Regions from separate parts of the Zea mays genome. Here region 1 is linked to region 2. A link is a contact called in public Hi-C data. All regions are on one chromosome and are shown on one strand. The core of a region is the stretch at or near the end of the contact, and the rest is flanking DNA. Distances in the headings are between cores, read along the strand shown. Region 1 holds the start of LOC100191178. Region 2 holds the start of LOC100272754.

Region 1 (3,397 bases), core at 887-3,386, 560 kb after region 2:
CACTTAACTCGGGCATTAGCCTTCGCCGGCTCAGATTGGGCTTGCCTGGCCTGGTTGCACTCGGCCGACCCATCTATAGGATGACCCAGGAGGAGACCTGCCAGGCGGCCCAAGACGCAATTCAGTGTGCATGAGGACCCGGAGGATATCCATCCCCCAGAGTCCCCCTCGGCCTTATATACACGACAAGAGAGTTATCCATTTACAAGTTGTACATCCCTCAAGTGCTTACAACTGCCCCACTCGAGATATCAGTGCTTCATTTGCTTACAACGTCAGTCTTTGTCTTCTTGGATCAGGCTCGCCCGACCCGGCTATAACCGTTGGTCCATCCCTATGAACGAACCAACGAGAGGCCCATCAGACGGCCCATGTTACGTTTTAGTGTTCACGAGGACCTGAGGATATCTATCCCCCATAGGTGCCCCTACGCAAAGGGTAGCCCACGCGAGGGCCAAGCACCACGGTCGAGTAACTCTGTAGAGAGTCGTGGGCCTTCTCCACGCGCAATTGGTGCTCCTCTTCTGGCTCCTCTCGGACTCTCCCTGTCATGTCCACTATCGAGCTTCCGGCTGAAACGCCACATGCCACGTTCCCTTCTTTACACGGTGTCGGCCATGACAAATCTCGGTTGTCATTGTCTCACAATACTGTCGCCCCACTCGGTAGAATTAGAACGGCTCACACAAGAGCCGAGTGGTTTTGTAGGTTTTTATAAACTCACTCAACTAACTAGGATTCACCTAGAGCAAGCGCATAAGCGTTCTAACTAACCTAAGCACTTCGCAAAGCACCTACGCTAATCACCGAGTGATTCTATTAAGAACTTGGGTGTTTGGGCAATTGAAAATATCTACAACATGTGTTGGTATATTGATTGGGCTCCCACACCTTCAAATGGCTGGTTGGGTGAAGTATATATAGACCCCAACTCAAATATAGCCATTGGAGAAAAGTTGTTGCTCTCTGCGGCACACCGGATAGTCCGATGCCCTGTCTGGTGCACCAATAGCCGTTGGATCTAGCAGGTGACCATTGGCGCTGTCAGCCTTGCACCGGACAGTCCGGTGTCACACTGGACAGTTCGGTGGCTCTCCTCCATATTGTCACCAGGAACTAGTCATTAGGCTACTGTTCCCTGATGCACTGGACAGTCCGGCAGTGTGGCACCGGACAGTCTGGGGTGCCACCGGACAGTCCGGTGCTCTGGGCTGGACGGTCCGCCAGTGGCAACACTTTCTTCTTGTCTTGGACTTTGCTTGATACTCGTTGATCTTCACATATGGTCTTCTTAATGTCTTCCTTTGAGGTTTTGCTTCCTCAATGCCTTAGTCCAAGTCGTTTTAGCATCATACTACAAACACAAACACTATCAATCACATTAGTTCACGGGCTATGTTGATAATCAAACATCAAAATCAATTAGTCAAATGGGTGAGGTCCATTTTTCTTACATATCCGACGGCTGTCACTAGGGCCGTAGGACTTAACTGTTACTTTCGACGGCTACTAGGTACCGTCGGATATAACATAACTGTCGACGGTTTCTTACAAAGTCGTCGTACATTTCCTGTTTTATTGTTTTGGGGAGGGGCTGGTCAGTTGCAGTGACGATATAGATTTGACGTTGACAAAGATACACGTAGAAAGTAGAATAATTATATTCCACGGTGGCCGTTCCCTGCTTTGTGCACGTTGCTATTTTTTTTTGAAAATATTGTGCTGTTTGGTTCACATATTGGTAACGTAATGGGTAACCGATAACGTTAAATCATATTTGTTTAAGTTAACCGTAATCGATAGTACACTATAAAATGGATACCGCCTTATTTAAATTTGTTATCACCGGTATTCAAGTATGAATCATTATCATTATCATTTACGTTATATTTCGTGAACCCAAAGACACCTACGTGGTTGTGTTATCTTAATTGTCACGTACTCCCAACCACCATGTTCAGTACGAATGTCATGTGGAGAAAGAAGCGTCTAGCTACCTACCTACCCGCACCGAATTGAACACAGTAATACATTCCAATAATCGCGTCACTGTACGTGAAGCAGCGTGTATCACGTTGGATCTAACACTATAAATACCACCAGGCTTCAAGCATCCCTCCTCACTCCAAACTCCAAAGCCAACAAACAGAGCTCCAACTCAGAAAGCATCCGTCCCTTGGCAGCAGCAACAAGCTACTAGCTATGTGTGTTTAGAGCGAGCGAGGGAAAAAAAAGAAAACATCTAAGATATACTCCATCATCTTCGTTTGATTAACCCGCCCAGTAAAGCCATGGGTACTAATGATAGAGCGGTCATTTCTCTGGTACTCCTCGTGTGCATCGCTAGCCGCTCGTCCTTGGGTGCCGCTGAAACTGACGTTGAGCAGAAGCGCTTGTCAGTCCCGTTGATGTTTGTGTTCGGTGATTCGCTGGTCGATGTCGGAAACAATAACTTCCTGCCGCCGCCTGCACCCCGTGCTGCATCTCCGTACGGCATCGACTTCCATGCTGGCACCGCCGGCGCCGTCTCAGGACGGTTCACGAATGGCTACAACCTTGCCGATTTAGTCGGTATACACATATATATATTTACTACATGCATTTATATATCTATATGCATGCGCATGTTTTCTTTTTTTGTCATGGATATGGATATTCTTTACAAATGCTAATGAAACTGCACTCTGGCTGTTCAAATCCTAAACCATATATTGCTTTTTATGTTTAGTGTGTCACTGTAAGATTATATGTAGCAACGACATCACTTTTTTTCATGCATCACATGTATATATGGCTTCCATACGTGTATATATCTTGATTGTTATTTTCGTATGTAGGGATGTTTATGTAATACTATAGTACATTGGACTTCACAGATCCAAGACACTACAAAGTAAAAGAATCAAATTTATATTTTCTAATTAATAGGGACACATACACATGTAGGGCCGGAGTCGTATTTGTAAATAAATGGTCAGATAGTCTCTAGATAAAAACAACTACCACTACCGGAATTCAGCTCTTTGCCGAATATCAAATGATTTGTCGAGTGTTTTTTCCGGCGAAGAGTTTCTTTGCCGAGTGTGTTTTTGACTTGGGGCAAAGAGTTTATTTGCTGAGTGTTTTTTTGACACTCGGCAAATAGTTTTTTGGCAAGTGTTTTATTTTGGACATTAGGTAAAGTGTTTTTTTGCCGAGTGTTTTTTAACACTAGTTAAAGACAATTTAAAAATCACATTTTAAAGCAGTAAATTAATTCAAATAAAAAAGTTTTCAACTACAAATTTGTATAACTCATCAAGATGTACACTTTATATTTTGATCATTTCTTCATATGACAAAATAAAAGAAAATTTGTTTCATTAAACCTATATCTCTCGTAGTTTATGAAACTACA
Region 2 (3,229 bases), core at 231-2,730:
AAATAGTGACTGTCGGGACGTGGACGGTCCGACCCCTAAGGCTGGACGGTCAAGGTGCACCAGAGAATGGCGTAGAGAACATACCCTGTCACGGACTATCCGCCCCAACATCGGATAGTCCGGTGGCTACCAGAGAGTGCAGCAGAGAGTCCACTGTCCTGGATAGTCTGGCCCCTGAGGTCGGATAGTCTGCGGATGCATAGAGAGCCTCAAACTATTTTGAGGTATGCACAAGAGAAGAATTTAGAGATCTCGACAAATTAGGACATGGGTTTACATCGGCCGATCCTTTGGAGGAGATTGATATAGGGGAAGGTAAAACTCCAAGACCGACTTTTGTGAACAAGACCCTGAAGCCGATCCTAGGAATGAAATGATTGGCTTATTAAAAGAATACTCTGATTGCTTTGCTTGGAACTACACTGAGATGCCAGGATTAAGCCGAGAGCTAGTGGAGCATCGATGACCTATTAAGTCTGGCTTCAAGCCCTTCAAGCAGAGACCAAGATCATTTCGTCCAAGACTTATTGCCTAGGATCAAAGACAAAATTCACAGGCTCTTGGAAGCTAACTTTATTAGGTCTTGCAGTTATACGAAATGGATCTATAATATTGTGCGGGTGGAGAAGAAGGATTCAGATAAGCTCAGAGTATGTATTGAATTCCGAAATCTAAATAGGGCGATTCCTAAAGATGAATATCATATACCTGTAGCCGACATGTTAATTAATAATGCATCAGGAAATATAGATATTAGCTTTCTTGATGGCAATGTGTTATATAATCAGACCTTCCTGATCGAGAAAGATACGTCTAAAACGATCTTTATATGTCCGGGCGTTATTTGAGTGGATGGTTATGACATTCGGTTTAAAAAATGTTGGTGTCACTAATCAAAGGCCTATTCATTTGATCTTTTATGAGTTGTTGGGAAACACTATGAAAGTTTACATTAATGATATATTAGTTAAATCAGCTGAATTTGGTTCTCATATAACTTATTTGCGCAAAACTTTTGATAAGATGTGTTAATATGATTTAAAAATAAACTCTTATAAATATACTTTTGGAGTATCGATCGACAAATTCTTAAAATTCATCATTCATGAACAGGCAGCGGAGTAATGGCAGCCATGCGACTGGAGAAAAGGAAGGAGAGCCGAGCGTAAGCAGCAGCGAAAAAAAAAATCCTTCCCCTTTTTAGAGGCCAGCAGCGGCAACTGACGACGCAGTGGGTCAAGTGGGCTATCTTTTGTGCACGAGGGCCCATGTCCCTGCTCGAAACGAAGCCCATTACATGCGGTGACGGGTGGGCGTCTCGTCTTCTCCGACGAGGGAGCCCCAGCCACTAGCTACCAACCCGTGACCCTAAAACCAACTAAAGTCCAGAACAGAGGCAGCTCTCTTGGCGTGCTCACCTGCTTGCTCCAAGATTTACCCCTCCCTCGGTGCCTGATACCTCTATCCTCCGCATCCGTCTCTAAAGACAAGGCAGTCGTCAAGAAAGGGAGTTTGACCAAGAGCCTGTGGTGTCCGTCGGCTGCCATCCATGGCAGGGGAGGCCAAGAAGCTCTTCTTCGCATCCGAGGTTACTCTCCACGCCTCCAGGAAGGACTGCTGGGTCGTCATCGGCGGCAAGGCGAGTGAGAAGAAGATCATCCTTGCTGTGCTTCTCTTGCATCTGTGGGGAAGAGAGAGATCCGACCTCTGATATGGTTTGGTCGGCCTCTGATTGTTTTTCTGGCTGGTTGGTTTCAGGTGTATGATGTGACCAAGTTCTTGGAGGACCACCCTGGGGGAGAGGATGTGCTTCTCCATGCATCAGGTAGTAAGCTCAGCTTTGATTTCCTCTCGTCTGCTTGTTGACAGATGACAGAACCGTAACCTTATCGGTCCAATTTCGTGACAATTGCATATTTGGGACATTAAACATAGCGCTTCGCAATATTGCCATCCAAAAGATTTATTTCGCAAAATAGGGACTACAAACATCTTCTAATTGATTATACTACCAGTTATTGTATAATCTTCCTTTTATTACTTGGTTCCCTGTATTTTGTATCTAAGGAGACCAAATTACCTTGTGCGTGCGTTTTGTCTCCATGCCGCCATGGACGACCGGCTACCGTCCTGCCCACAGCCGCCCCATGCCCCGTCCAGGCCCGGGCTCACCCCTGCTGCGCCATCTGCCGAGCTCGACCCTGCGCGCTGGCCGAGGCCGCTGCCGCGCCGACCACCACGCTGGGCGAGATCGCGCTAGGTGAGGTCGTGCTGGGCGATGTCATGCTGGACAGGGCGCCTCGTCTGCATCATAGCCCATGGACACACCGACCATGGAAAAGCTGTATCGTTGTCCTGGTGTTTCATGAGCATTACGTGAGCAATAAGAGTTGTTTGCATCCTACAAGTTGCAAATACTAGCTTCATGCTGGTGAGTGCAGACAAGCTGCAAGTTGCAAATACTAGCTTCCTGCTGCTGACGAATCTACAATTTACAAATACTAGCTTCCTGTTGGCCAGCTGTTCACTTGATCCTGGTGAGCGCGAGAGAGCAGGCGAGCTGCGTATAATTACATAGGGCTACAAGCGGCTAATCAGGGAAAAATACATGAAATTAGATTAGAAAAGCTAGACTATAGGCTAAATTGTAGTATAATCGAGTAGATGTTTGTAGTCCCCTTTTTGCGAAGTAAATCTTTTGGATGGCAATATTACGGAGCGTTATGTTTAGAGTCCCAAATATGCAATTGTCTCGTCCAATTTTCTCATTTGTAATTATGGTTTGAGACTTATGATAGACTTTGCTGGGCGAACTGAATGCAGAACTTGATCCAAGTTCCAGAACCGCTAGAATGAGAAATTAAGTTAAAAAAACCATGAATTTACACTTAGAAGCGGCATTTGGGATGGTCCCAAAATCTGAAATATACTCTCGGATTCCTGATTCACGTTCTCATCTGTATGCCGAACCCTGGTGGCCACAGATCTTTCCTTGTTTGTCTAAATGATTTTAACCTGCCTGGTCATTTTGCTACTCTTTTTACAAATAGAAATCTTGCTAAGCTGTCCATAATAAAATATATGTGGTACTCTTGAGTCTTAAATATTTTTCGTTCTCACTAATACATCAGTATCATCATTTTATTGCCTTATTAGAAAGGTTGTATAGTTGGTTGAATTCAACAGACTAATTATGCAAAAACTGCTTGCCAAAATTCTGGAACTCTTG

Evidence for each region. A called contact is a pair of places that touch in the nucleus more often than the background predicts.
Region 1: a Hi-C map of ear shows a contact between it and region 2, with 2.9 times the contacts expected there. The contact joins the promoter of LOC100191178 here to the promoter of LOC100272754 in region 2. A contact is called at or near these places in 3 of 25 Hi-C or Micro-C datasets (ear, endosperm and tassel).

The regions. Positions count from the first base shown.
Region 1 is chr10:33,935,056-33,938,452 of Zm-B73-REFERENCE-NAM-5.0, forward strand. LOC100191178 reads left to right here and starts at 2,137. Exons shown (of 5, transcript NM_001136613.1): 1 at 2,137-2,571. The coding sequence starts at 2,292.
Region 2 is chr10:33,375,017-33,378,245 of Zm-B73-REFERENCE-NAM-5.0, forward strand. It overlaps LOC100272754, which reads left to right and starts at 1,481. Exons shown (of 4, transcript NM_001147207.1): 1 at 1,481-1,639; 2 at 1,759-1,825; 3 at 2,141-2,431. The coding sequence starts at 1,550. The coding sequence ends at 2,421.